3 separate regions of the Sus scrofa genome follow, and regions 1 and 3 are each linked to region 2. Evidence: chromatin contacts called from public Hi-C data. All regions are on one chromosome and are shown on one strand. The core of a region is the stretch at or near the end of the contact, and the rest is flanking DNA. Distances in the headings are between cores, read along the strand shown. Region 1 overlaps LOC102161678 (a long non-coding RNA gene). Region 2 overlaps ABCA4 (retinal-specific ATP-binding cassette transporter). Region 3 has its middle 53 kb from the start of ARHGAP29.

Evidence for each region. A called contact is a pair of places that touch in the nucleus more often than the background predicts.
Region 1: a contact with region 2 is called in a Hi-C map of liver, with 2.0 times the contacts expected there. The contact joins two enhancer-like sites. A contact is called at or near these places in 2 of 47 Hi-C or Micro-C datasets (liver and subcutaneous adipose tissue) and 2 of 2 datasets of contacts at active chromatin or transcription factors (alveolar macrophages and skeletal muscle).
Region 3: a contact with region 2 is called in a Hi-C map of liver, with 2.6 times the contacts expected there. The contact joins two enhancer-like sites. A contact is called at or near these places in 1 of 47 Hi-C or Micro-C datasets (liver) and 2 of 2 datasets of contacts at active chromatin or transcription factors (alveolar macrophages and skeletal muscle).

Annotation. Positions count from the first base shown.
Region 1 is chr4:122,990,163-122,993,971 of Sscrofa11.1, forward strand. LOC102161678 (a long non-coding RNA gene) reads right to left here. Exons shown (of 7, transcript XR_002343596.1): 2 at 599-736. Among named protein-coding and RNA genes, the nearest start is that of ABCD3, 63 kb to the left of the region's middle. Within about 2 kb of position 1,954, at least 4 of the 83 cell types and tissues checked have an H3K27ac peak or open chromatin away from gene starts, as enhancers often do. A contact at or near this core is called in liver, where this site is marked.
Region 2 is chr4:123,245,723-123,249,490 of Sscrofa11.1, forward strand. It overlaps ABCA4 (retinal-specific ATP-binding cassette transporter), which reads left to right. Exons shown (of 51, transcript XM_021090184.1): 11 at 218-415. Among named protein-coding and RNA genes, the nearest start is that of ABCA4, 45 kb to the left of the region's middle. Within about 2 kb of position 1,664, at least 11 of the 83 cell types and tissues checked have an H3K27ac peak or open chromatin away from gene starts, as enhancers often do. A contact at or near this core is called in liver, where this site is marked.
Region 3 is chr4:123,027,623-123,031,143 of Sscrofa11.1, forward strand. No RefSeq gene overlaps it. Among named protein-coding and RNA genes, the nearest start is that of ARHGAP29, 53 kb to the right of the region's middle. Within about 2 kb of position 1,604, at least 44 of the 83 cell types and tissues checked have an H3K27ac peak or open chromatin away from gene starts, as enhancers often do. A contact at or near this core is called in liver, where this site is marked.

The DNA.
Region 1 (3,809 bases), core at 704-3,203, 260 kb before region 2:
GGTGAAGGGGAAGAGTGGCAAAGAGAAGATGCCCAGCACAGCGGGAGAGAATATGAAAATGCGGCTCACAGAGATGGTGCTGGACGAGACCAGGCTCAATCTCACCAGCCAGTCAAGGCTCAGGTGCTGAAATCAGGCTTCCTGAGACCACCTGGTCTACTATTTCATTACGGGACCTGGATCAGGTCTTGTTTCCTCCACTGGGGAACTAAAGGGAGTAACAATAATACCTAACCCATAGCGTTGCTGAAGGGCCTGAGCAGGTAAAGCCCTAGGCCAGGGATCGGCGTGGAGAAAGCAGTCAATACATGATACCTACTTTTTCCCTTTTAAATTAGTAAATGCTAAAGATTTATAATGCTTGGTATGGGCAAGGTTAAGGGGCAAGACACTCTTAGACACATTTCATTGGGAGTATGAGCTGTATATAACCTTTTAGGGGGATGACTTGACAGTATTGTAACTCAAAATAGGAGCAAATGATTCCATGTCCTAGAATTTATCCCACACCATGACTTTTAGGAATTCTCAAGACTGTATGCACAAAGATATTCAATACAATTGGGAAAAGGTAGAAATAAAACCTGCATTTACTTACGGGAATTTTATGTACCCATTTATGCTGGTTGTCTGCTGTGTAACAAATTATCTTCTCAAATGTCAGAAATCCATGGCTCAAGGTCCCGCAGGAGGTTGCTGTTCCACTACTGATCAAGGCTGTGATCTCATCTGAAGGCTCAACAAAGGGACGGGGGAGGGTCAGATACAGACAAAGAGATGAGTTGCTATTTCTGCGGTGGGTGCTCCATCTGGCTCGGACTCTACCCTCTTCCCAGTGAAGCAATAAGCCCCACAGCAAGGGTCTGGGCTTTCAGGTGGAAGGAACCGGAGGAAGCCTTCCACCTCCCTCGATCCTAGCCCCTCCAGGCCAGTCCTCTTTTGAGAGGAAACACGGGGGTCTAGAGTCAAAGGCCAAGCTAAGGGCAAGATTTTGCCTTCCCTTGCTTTGTTCTCTGGGACTGTATTTCCTCCTGGTATCTTAGATGAGGCGCTTGGCATCTAAAACAGAAATCAGATATCTTGTATTCCACCAGGTCGCATCTAGTTCCACGTTTTGATGTGTCCACACCTTCACACGCACTGCCCTACGTCTATCATGAAGACGCCCCAGATGGCCCTTCTCAGTCTTCTGTCTTGAGGCTAAACACTCCCCGTTTCTTATTTTCCCTCTCATGAGGTAGGTTTTATATCTTTTACCATTTAGCTCACTCCCTGAAGGAGTTGTACGGTACTCCATAAATATTTTTTGGATGAATTCATTCATTCAGTAATAAATACTCTAATTAGTCAATGTCCTTCTTAAAACATCACCATGGTGTGATACTGTTTTAGGGACCGTGAATTACCGAGGATGCTTAAATGACACACACATTAAAAAAAAACCTGACCTTGAGCTAACTTAAACAATGGAATTCACTAGTTCACGATACAAAGAGTCCAGAAATGGTGAAGATCCGGCAGGATTAGAAGGAGAGGTTTGCACCGTGGCAGGGGCTCTGGGTCTGCTCGTCTTTGCTGGTCTGTGCTCTTGGCTCAGCTCTGGACCTAGTCCTCTGGCCAGGGTTCCTCCTGTTAGCAGAGTCCCTGCAGCCGTTCCACAGTGACCAGGGTGGGCGAAGCCCCGGCAGAGGACAGAGTGCTTCCCACACCCCCTAAGCACAAAGCCCAAGGGACTTCGGCTGGACCAGACTGACCTGGGCCACCTCCCCCCACCCCACCCCATGCCCGCCCCGGCCCACCCACTGCCTGTCCTGTTGGACTTGGACTCGAGGAGGTGTCCACCTCGGAGCCAATGAATGCTGCCAAGAGAACGGGGCTTCTAAGCCAGTCGAACCCTCCCTGTCCTCCACCCCAGCACCCAGAAGTAGGAAACTTCCTCTTGCAGCCCTGGCTGGAACGTGCAGATCCCGCTAGGGAGCGAGCAAAGGGAATGGGACGCTGCTATCAGGTGTGCAGCTGGTGTTTATTAGGTAACTGTGCACCAGACCCTCTTTTAGGCCCTGGGAATACAGCCAAGAACAAAATGGACAGAGTCCATTTGTCCATTTGTCAGAGAGGAGAAACAGAAAATAAACAAACACATACATAAGTAGGGAGAGAACTCTGGGGAGGAACGCAGGGGGTGCCGGGGAGACCTCCCTGGAAAGGTGACATCGGAGGTGTGATTTGGGAGAAGGAGGCAAGCACAGAGGGCCTGGGTGGAAGAGCACTGGTCATTTCTGAGAGACAAGGACTGAGGGCCGACGTGAGGGGCCTGGTGGGCCGGGCAAGGACTGAGGTTGGGCGGTGAGGGGGAGACCACCACATCCTCAAGGGCAGGGCCTGATTTTTAAGCAGTGGTTGCCACACCGTCAGTTGCTATGTCAATGCCCCCTCCACCTGTTCCCGCTGCCGGGCTCACCTGCCACAAAAGTCTGCAAATACCAGGCACCCCTTTTCCCTTCCAGGCCTGCTGCTGAGGTGCGAGCCAGTGATCCCAAATAGACCATGTTTCTCTAGATCATAGCTTAGGATTAGACAGACTGGAAAAGAGCAAGGCTTCAAGCCAAGAGCCAATCGGGAGGCTTCTGGCAGATTCGAGGACAGAGGTGAGCTGCGCTCGAATAGTGGTCATGGTCGCAGGACAAGAGATGAGGGCTGGGTGGGACCGAGATGACGGGGGGGAAGTGACGTGTTCTGGCAACTGGATGTGAGCAAAAAGGGAGACAGGTCAGACAAGGGGACAGGGGGCAGGGGGCAGGAGTGGGGCAGAGCCGGGAGCAAGAGCCCAGGTGCAGTTAGAGAATGAATCAGGGACGTGGTGGCTGTCCATTTGACATGTCACATGTCGGGGAAGCCAAAGGACGCCTGTCTTTGTCTTTCTGTTTGTCTTCTTAGGGCCTCGCCCACAGCATATAGAGGTTCCCAGGCTAGGGGGGGAATTGGAGCTGCAGCTGCCGGCCTATGCTACAGCCATAGCAACGCCAGGTCTGAGCTGGGCCTGTGACCTACACCCACAGCTCGTGGCAACTCTGGATCCTGAACCCACTGAGTGAGGCCAGGGATGGAATCTGCATCCTTATGGATACTAGTTGGATTCTCAACCCACTGAGCCACAGTGGGAACTCTTAGACTCCCATCTTTGGGGAAGAGTATCTAGAAAACAAAATAGAAACTGATCTGACTCATTGCAACTAGAGATTCTCACACTAAGTGAAGTAAGTCAGAAAGAGAAAGACAAATGTGATACCACTTATATGTGGAATCTAAAATATGGCTCAAATGAACCTTTATACAAAACAGAAACAGACTCACAGGCATGGAGAACAGACTTGCGGTTGCCAAGGGGGAGGGGGGAGGGAGTGGGATAGACTCGGGGTTTGGGGTTAGTACATGCAAATGTTTACATAAAAAAAAAAAGGAAACTGATCTGACTCATTCATAGATCTGGTCTTTGCCTATGTTATTTATCCATTCTGCCTGGGGTGCTCTTTGTCTGGCAAACTCCTATTCATCCTTCTATACCCAGATTAATTGCTGCCTCCTCCATGAAACCTTGGCAACTTTGAGGCAGAATTATTTCTTTTTCAAGGCTTCTGGAGCTGTTCACTGACACACGCATCCTATCACTTGCTCTGCACAATGCATTGCCATTTATGTGTCTCCTCCTTAGTACTAGGTTGCAAGTGGGCTCCTAGAGGCCAACTTAATGCTTTTGTATCCCTGGCACTTAACAGCAACTTGAATATAATCATCAAATGAGCGATGGA
Region 2 (3,768 bases), core at 414-2,913:
ATAGCGTCTCCTGTCTCTCTCCCTGACGCCCACGTAAACATCTTCCCTCTGTTAAAGGGAACTGCATGCTGGGGAGAAATGGGATAGGCCTCATGATGATGGAAGCAAACCCACTAGACAGAGTCTGTCCTGTTCATTAAAGATTGGAAATGGCCTAAAAATTGACTAAAGATCCCGTGGCATTCTAAATGCTGTGAACTGTATTCTTCTTTCCAAGGACTCCCTGGAGAACCCGACGGTAAAAGCCGCTTTCAACAGGCAATTTGGCGAGGGCGGTGTTACTGCTGAAGCCATTCTGAGCTTCCTCTACAGGGGCCCTCGAGAGGGCCGGGCCGACGACGTGGCCAGCTTCGACTGGAGGGATGTATTTAACGTCACCGATCGCACCCTGCGCCTGGCTAATCAGTACCTGGAGGTAAGGGCCGCAGGTACCTGGAGGGCCACGCTGCCCCCCGCCCCAGGCCAGCCCTGTAGGTGGAGCCAGAGACCCCTTAGCAAGTCAGGTGGTCTTGGGCTTCAGCTCTCATTTCCCCACTGAAGAGAGAAGAATCCCAACAGCCCCCAGACAGAGCGGGGTCCTATTCACACAAACAGCTTGTCCACAATGGAAAGAGGTCCCTCGTCCCCTCTCCTGCCTCCTCCCTGGCTGCTCCTCCTCCCTGTAGCCCACAAAGTGTCCATGCTGTCCTCAGGTGTCTCCTGCCTGCCGTCACCTGCAGTGTCCACCAGAGCTCAAGTTCCGGGGTCCCCCTGCCTGCTGGACGCTCCACCCCAGGGTCTGCAGGCTCATCAGACTCAGCGGGTCCCAAACCAAATCTGTGTTCTCCCTCCCCATAAAACCTATCCTGGTCCTCTGTGTTCTTCCAGATTCTCAAGCTAGGGGTTTCAGGGTCACCCTTGAGTCGCCTTCCACACAGCAGCTCTCACTTAGTATGGAAGTTTGTGCCAAGCGCTCTGCTAGGTGCCTCTACATACCCCAGTCCCTTTGATCATCCAGCAGCTCCGTCAAGTGTGCACTGTCGTTCCCACTTGACGGATGCGGAAGCTGAGCCTTAAAGAGCCTAAATAAGATCCTGACCCCAGCCGTTAGTGGCGCAGACAGGATGCAGAGCCGGTGTGCCTGAGCTCAGAGCCTGCCGTCCTGGCTCCTCCACTGCCCCTGTCGCATCTACTCACTGAGCTTTGTCTCCTCATCTTTTAAGTATTTCTCAACTCCTCCTCTTGCCTTCCAGGCTCTCTGAACCCCAGAGGCCTTGTTAGCTCCCCACCAGCCTGTTCTAACCGCCCCTCCCTGGACGCCAGGTCCAGTCCGCACTGCTTATGCCAACACCAGAGTTACACTGCCGACGTCACTCTCACGCTTACAGCCTTAACGACGCCTCCTCGGGGTCCACAAGGCCCTTCCAGTCCTGCTCCAGCCCCTTCCCAGCCTCTGCCCTGCACACAGCTCCGGCTCTGTTCCATTGGCCTTTCCACCACCCTCAGGCCCACCCTGGCTTCTCATGGTTTCATCCTTTGCAAACGGCTGCTTCTTTGCCTATTTATTATAGCCTTTCTGCTTAAACAACCAAAAAAGAATTTATTGGTTGACATAACCTGGAAGTTCAAGGGACCAAGGATACCGTGTCCCTCCAACTAACCTTTCCGCTTGCAGTGGCCTGGCCTTGAACTTGGCCAGGCCCTCTCCGTGTCGTAGTGTGTCAGCTGCTCACAGCCTTCAGTGATCCTGTTGACACCAAAACACCACAGAAAGAGGGCATGGCTTTCCCGTAGCACAAAAACAATATTCCTAGCGGTCTCCCACTGGCCTGGCCTCCACCTGCCCCCAGTCCCTCGGGGACTGTGCACCACCACCCGGTAAGGAAAGCGGATTCGCTTCATCTGAATCTCGTGGGCTGAGCAGGATTATTGCCAAGGGAGGAGGCTTTTCCCCAAAAAAAGACACGCACGGCGGAGACGTCTGAAAGGCCGTCTCCTTCCCCATCTGTTCGGTGTCTTTTCATTTATTCTTTGAGACTCAGCTCTCAAATGTCACTTCTGGAGTTCCCACTGTGGTTCGGAAGTAACAAACCCAACTAGTATTCATGCGGACGGGAGTGTGATCCCTGGCCCCCATCATCAGGTTAAGGATCCGGTGTTGCCATGAGCCGTGTTGTAGGTCACAGACACGGTTGGGATCTCGTGTGGCTATGGCTGTGGCTGTGGTGTCGTCCGACAGCTACAGTTCTGATTCAACCCCTAGCCTGGGAACTTGCATATGCTGCAGGTGCGGTCCTAAAGAGACAAAAAAACAAAACCAAAACCAAATGCCACTTCTGCTTCAACGTGGGTTTAGTCATTCACTCCTCTGTGCTTCCCCAGCCCTCTCGTCACATCTCCTTGGACTCCGTTGCAGTTAGAGTCAAGTTAGCTGTTCCGTGTCCATCTCTGGCTGACCAGCAGGCTGCAGCTCGGAGTCAGGGAGCTCATCCTAGGGATCCTCAAATTCTCAACCTCAGACTCCCAGGGACCATCTTCGTCTGCGGGCTTATCACACCTGCCGGTGGGCGTCACATCATATAAGTGCATCAGCAGGTGGAAGGTGCTGTGGCCAATAGGGGCAGGGAGGAAGCCAGTGGCCCCCAGGAGCAGGCCCCCACCCCGCCTCCTTGGCCCTGAGGATAACTAACTACTGAGAAGAAGCCTGGCTCCGTCAATCACGCAGTGCTCTGGAAGACTCCCTGCTGTCCTTCGTGCTGCCAGAACTTCCCCGTGCGTGAAGCTCCCTCTGCAGAGCCGTGGAGGGGCCAGCCCGCTCCCTGGGGCCCCTCGGAAGGGGCTGGGTGTGGCAGCAGCACTACCAAAGTTCAGGTCCTTACAAAGTGGTTCCAAACTCTCTGAAGGCAAGAATGATGAGTGCTTTTTACAAAACAGATTCCTGCATACAAACCCAGATCTGCTGACCTCACGTCAGCCACCAACCCTCCCCTGGGGCGTTGCAATCTCTGAGCACCGCCGAACGCCCTCAGCAAAGGCCACAGTGGCCACGCCCGCCCCAGGGCTTCCGAAGAGGGGTTCTGATGGCGCAGAAGCCCAGCAGGAGAGCAAGCTGAGGTCTCAGGTCCTCCTGCCCTTGGGTGGAGGGAGGAGGAAAGTGAGCGGGAGAGAAGTGAAACGAGGAGGGGCGGGAGGCACGGGCAGTGAGGAAGAATCCCATCTTTGCAACCAGTCCTGGGACTTTCTGCTTTTGTTCTTGTGTTCTGGGGGCTCTGGGGGAGCCTCAGAGTCCCCCCAGCTCCCAGCCTGAGAACTCCTCAGAGCAGGCAGGGCACGGACCCCTCTCCACCCCGGCTCTGAGGGCTTCTCCAGGACAGGGCGGCAAGCGGGTTCCTTACTGGCTAAGGCTCGACGGAGCGCCTCCTTTCAGCAACGTGACTTTCACTCAAGAGCTTTGAGAACTTCCTCCTGGGCGGCCTCAGTGCTCACTTCTCTGCCTGTTCCCAAAAAGAAAAAAATCATTTTTTAGGAAGATTCATCAGAAGCGCGCTGAGTGTAAGTTTTGTTGATCCGGGTCAGCGTGGTGCTCAGATGTGATGCTGAACCACAGAAGCTCCAGGGACAGAGAGCAAACCTCTAAGCCCTTTGTCCTCAGAGGCAAGGAGAGTGTTTCCATAGGTTTTGTCTTCGTCTCTCGAAAGGCTAAATCCTCTTTTTTTCTGCTTGGGGCGAGGCGCTAGGTCCTGGACCTTCCACTGAGGAGCCGGGGGAGGGCCCCCTTCCTGCTGGTGA
Region 3 (3,521 bases), core at 354-2,853, 220 kb before region 2:
TTGTTTTGTTTTGTTTTCATTTTTTGGGGGGAGGGCTGCACCTGCTGCATACGGAAGTTCCCAAGTTAGGAGTCTAATCGTAGCTACAGCTGCCGGCCTACACCACAGCCAGAGCAACGTAGGATCTGAGCTCATGGCAACCCCGGATCCTTAACCCACTGACCTAGGCCAGGGATCAAACCCACATCCTCGTGGATACTAGCAGGGTTCTTAACCAGCTGAGTCACCATGGGAACGCCCCCACTGAGTGTCTTACATCACTGTTTCATAGAAAGAAATTTGGACCTAAAGAGGTTAACTTGTCCAAAATAACGTAGCTGGTCAAAGAGAGAGGTGGGGTTTGGACAAAAGCGATCTGATTCCATAGTTCATCCTCCTTTCCCCTGACATCCTGCCTCATGTAGGGAAAGGCCCTGCCACTCCGCCTGGCCCAGGGTGGCTGCCAGGAAGAGAGCCGATTGTTCTTGATGATCTAGCACCACTTCGGCTCATCTCGGTAATGCAGTCCCTCTTTTCCTTGGGGAACTCTCTCTGTGATTGCACCCACTCTCCTGCATACAAGGGCTACAGGTTGAGCATGTTACTCAGGCCGGGCCAATCAGAGTCTTCCCTCTTCCCCCAACAAGGATTATCCAGGGATGGTTAGATGGGTGCCATCAGAGTCCACCCTGGTGGTGAGGCAGGGGTCCTGCCTGTCCATCTTAAGCTTAAGCAAGAAGGTGGTGAGAGAGGTGGCATCCTGAGCATTCATGTGACCCCTGGATTTAAGCATGTGCAAAGCCAACCAGCCCCATCAACTTCCCAGACACATGATCCAATTTATTCCTAGTTTTGCTTTTAGCTAAGCAGAATTGAATTTCTCTAACTTGTAAGGGGAAGAAACCTAATTCGCTGGATCCAATGGTCCCCATGGGAATGGGAAGGAAGAAACTAACAAGAACATTGCCAAGGTGTGTGGTGCGAGGAAAAGGGTCCTTCTGAAGTTTGGATACTAAAGAAGTTGCTATTTTGGGTATGGAAGAGGAAATTACAGAACTCCCAGGAGTCTTGATTGCTAGTTAGCTTCCAAAGGTAAAATGCACATTATTTATGATTACTGAATACTTCATCCCCTTCCAGAACCTTAAACTCATGAAGCGCTCAGGGTCTGATTGGGATAGGACTTCTGGACACTGACCTTTATCCTCCATTCCTACTTAGGAATCCACTCATTAATCTGCTCATTCATTTATGTAACTCAAACTTGCTGAGCGCTTACCATATGTCAGGTACTGCGCTAGGTGCTAAAGATAAAACATGGTCCCCTCTCTTTATAATCGAGTGAAGAAAAGAGGCATCGAGTGGATTCCCACACAGATGAGTATAATTAGAAATTGTGTTACAAAGAAAATGGAATTTCCTAAGAGGTATGTTGGGAGCATCAATTTCGATGGAGCAGAGCGAGGACAGCAGGGAACAGCTTCTCTCGGGAAATAACGTTTAGGCTAAGGCCTGGCTGGGGGAGAGAGGTCAACCCTGAAATGAAAAGGAGAGGTGGGGCCTGGAGCAGTTAGTCTCACCTACCAGAGGAAACAAGTGATTCACCCACCAGGAATGTGTGGCAGGAAGGCTTGAAACGGTCTTTGAAGTGGAGCTACCCAGGCCATAGAGAGGCCCTGGAACGTACATTAGCCATTGCAGGGCTCCCCCTCCCTCCCCGTTGCCTGCTGTCCAGTTCCCTTTCAGCGACTCTGCTCATTCATTCATTCAGTGCTTCACTCTTTCAGGAAATATTTATGGGATGCCCTCTGGTGGGGGGCATTATTCTAAATGATGCGGGTTCATGAGAAGGAAGACACGCTCTGCTCTGGTCTGGTTCTCAGCAGGAAGGCAGAAGCCTGGGGGGGGGGGGGCTCTTCCTCAAACGTCTCCCAGAGACACCCAGTTCTTTCCTCCAGGGAGCCGTTGGACCCAGGCTTCTGGGCGTGGTGCTAAGCCTTCCTTCTCGCGGCACTCACCCCCAGCAGACATGTACACTTTCATTTCTCCACAGAGACGTGAATCTCCTCCTTGGAGCAGGAGTGAAGCTCCTTTATCCGCAGAGCACTGAGAAGGAGATCACGTGGGGAAACAGGGCAGAATGACACCCCGCAGCGGGGCTGCCGGGCCCTCCAGATAAACATAAGAAGGTCATCCAAACACAGGAAGGCCACGTCCCCTTCCCTTGTCCTTTACCCCTCCCCTTCCTCCCTCTGGCTCCCTTATCCCCAGAGGGTGGGCCCAGCCTTTCCCAAAGTTTATTCTGAGAGCTCCAGGCTCCCGCAGTGGAACGTGCAGCGGACATGGGAATACAGCGGCCCAGCCAACAGGGAAAACAAAACTATAAACGGAGAGGTTTAATAGATTCCTTTCTCTCTCCCCCTCAAAGTTTTAGCAGACATTTCTCCTACTACTGCTTTTACCATTCTTGATATGTCAGCCCTTCCAGGAAGGAGGCCATCTGATGTTTATTGCATTTGTCAGCAAACATTTTGCACAGAAAAAGTTCAGGTATTTCTTAGGATCTCAGAGCCACTGACTTGGTCCAATAAACAAATGCGATACAATGTTAGGAAGCAAAGTCCAGAAAGCCTTGCATCTCAAACCCTGACCATGAGTTTGACTAGGGCACAAATAACACTAAAACTGAAGGGGAAATTTTATAAGGGTAAATTTCCTTTAAACCCACTATTGGGATGTTGTAAATAAGTAGGACCCCCGAGCCCATAAATAGGAAGTCTTTTGATCTTTAGTAAAAGATCATATTCTGATCAAAACAGTAGTGAACATACAAGGTTTGGATTTTATTCTCTACTTAGGAGTGAAAAGGTTAGTACTGCAGGATTTTGTGCCTCAATGATTATAAACCAGCATTTGTGATGAAACCTTCAGTACTAAATTCAAAACAAACAGAGCGTTTGAAAGCAGAGCATAACGGTGACCTTTCTCATGAGCTGTTGCTCAAACAAAGATATGTTCCAGCAATATCCGATGCTTCCTTCCTGCCAGGGCCTCCGCCTAGTACCATTTAAAACACTCCTGTTATGTCCAAACTGGAGCTGAGGATGTGGGGGAGCGGAGCTTCAGCAGCATTTTGTTTATGGTTTATTATTACTTGATAAGTTTTTTAATACTTCATTTTCATAAATTGATTGTCATGAGTTGGATTTGCAAGAGTAAGCAGGTGAAATCACAGCAAGGAACTCATTCCAGCCTTCTTTACTCTTCTATGTCTTCACCTCCCTACTTTTCCGGTGAGCAGCATCATAGGTTCTTGACCACAAGGACAGATAACAATCTCATTGCTCTTCGGTAAATAATTTTATGACTACATTGTCAGCAACAAACAAACAAAAACAGAAAGGCTTTTGAAAGACGATGCCGAACTTGGTTTGTGTAAAATGCTATAGATCTAAATGAACACAAATTGGAGCAGAGAATGACAGAAAGAAATAGAAGGAGATTGAGAGATTGTTTCATACGAGTAATCCTTGTGTTCATCA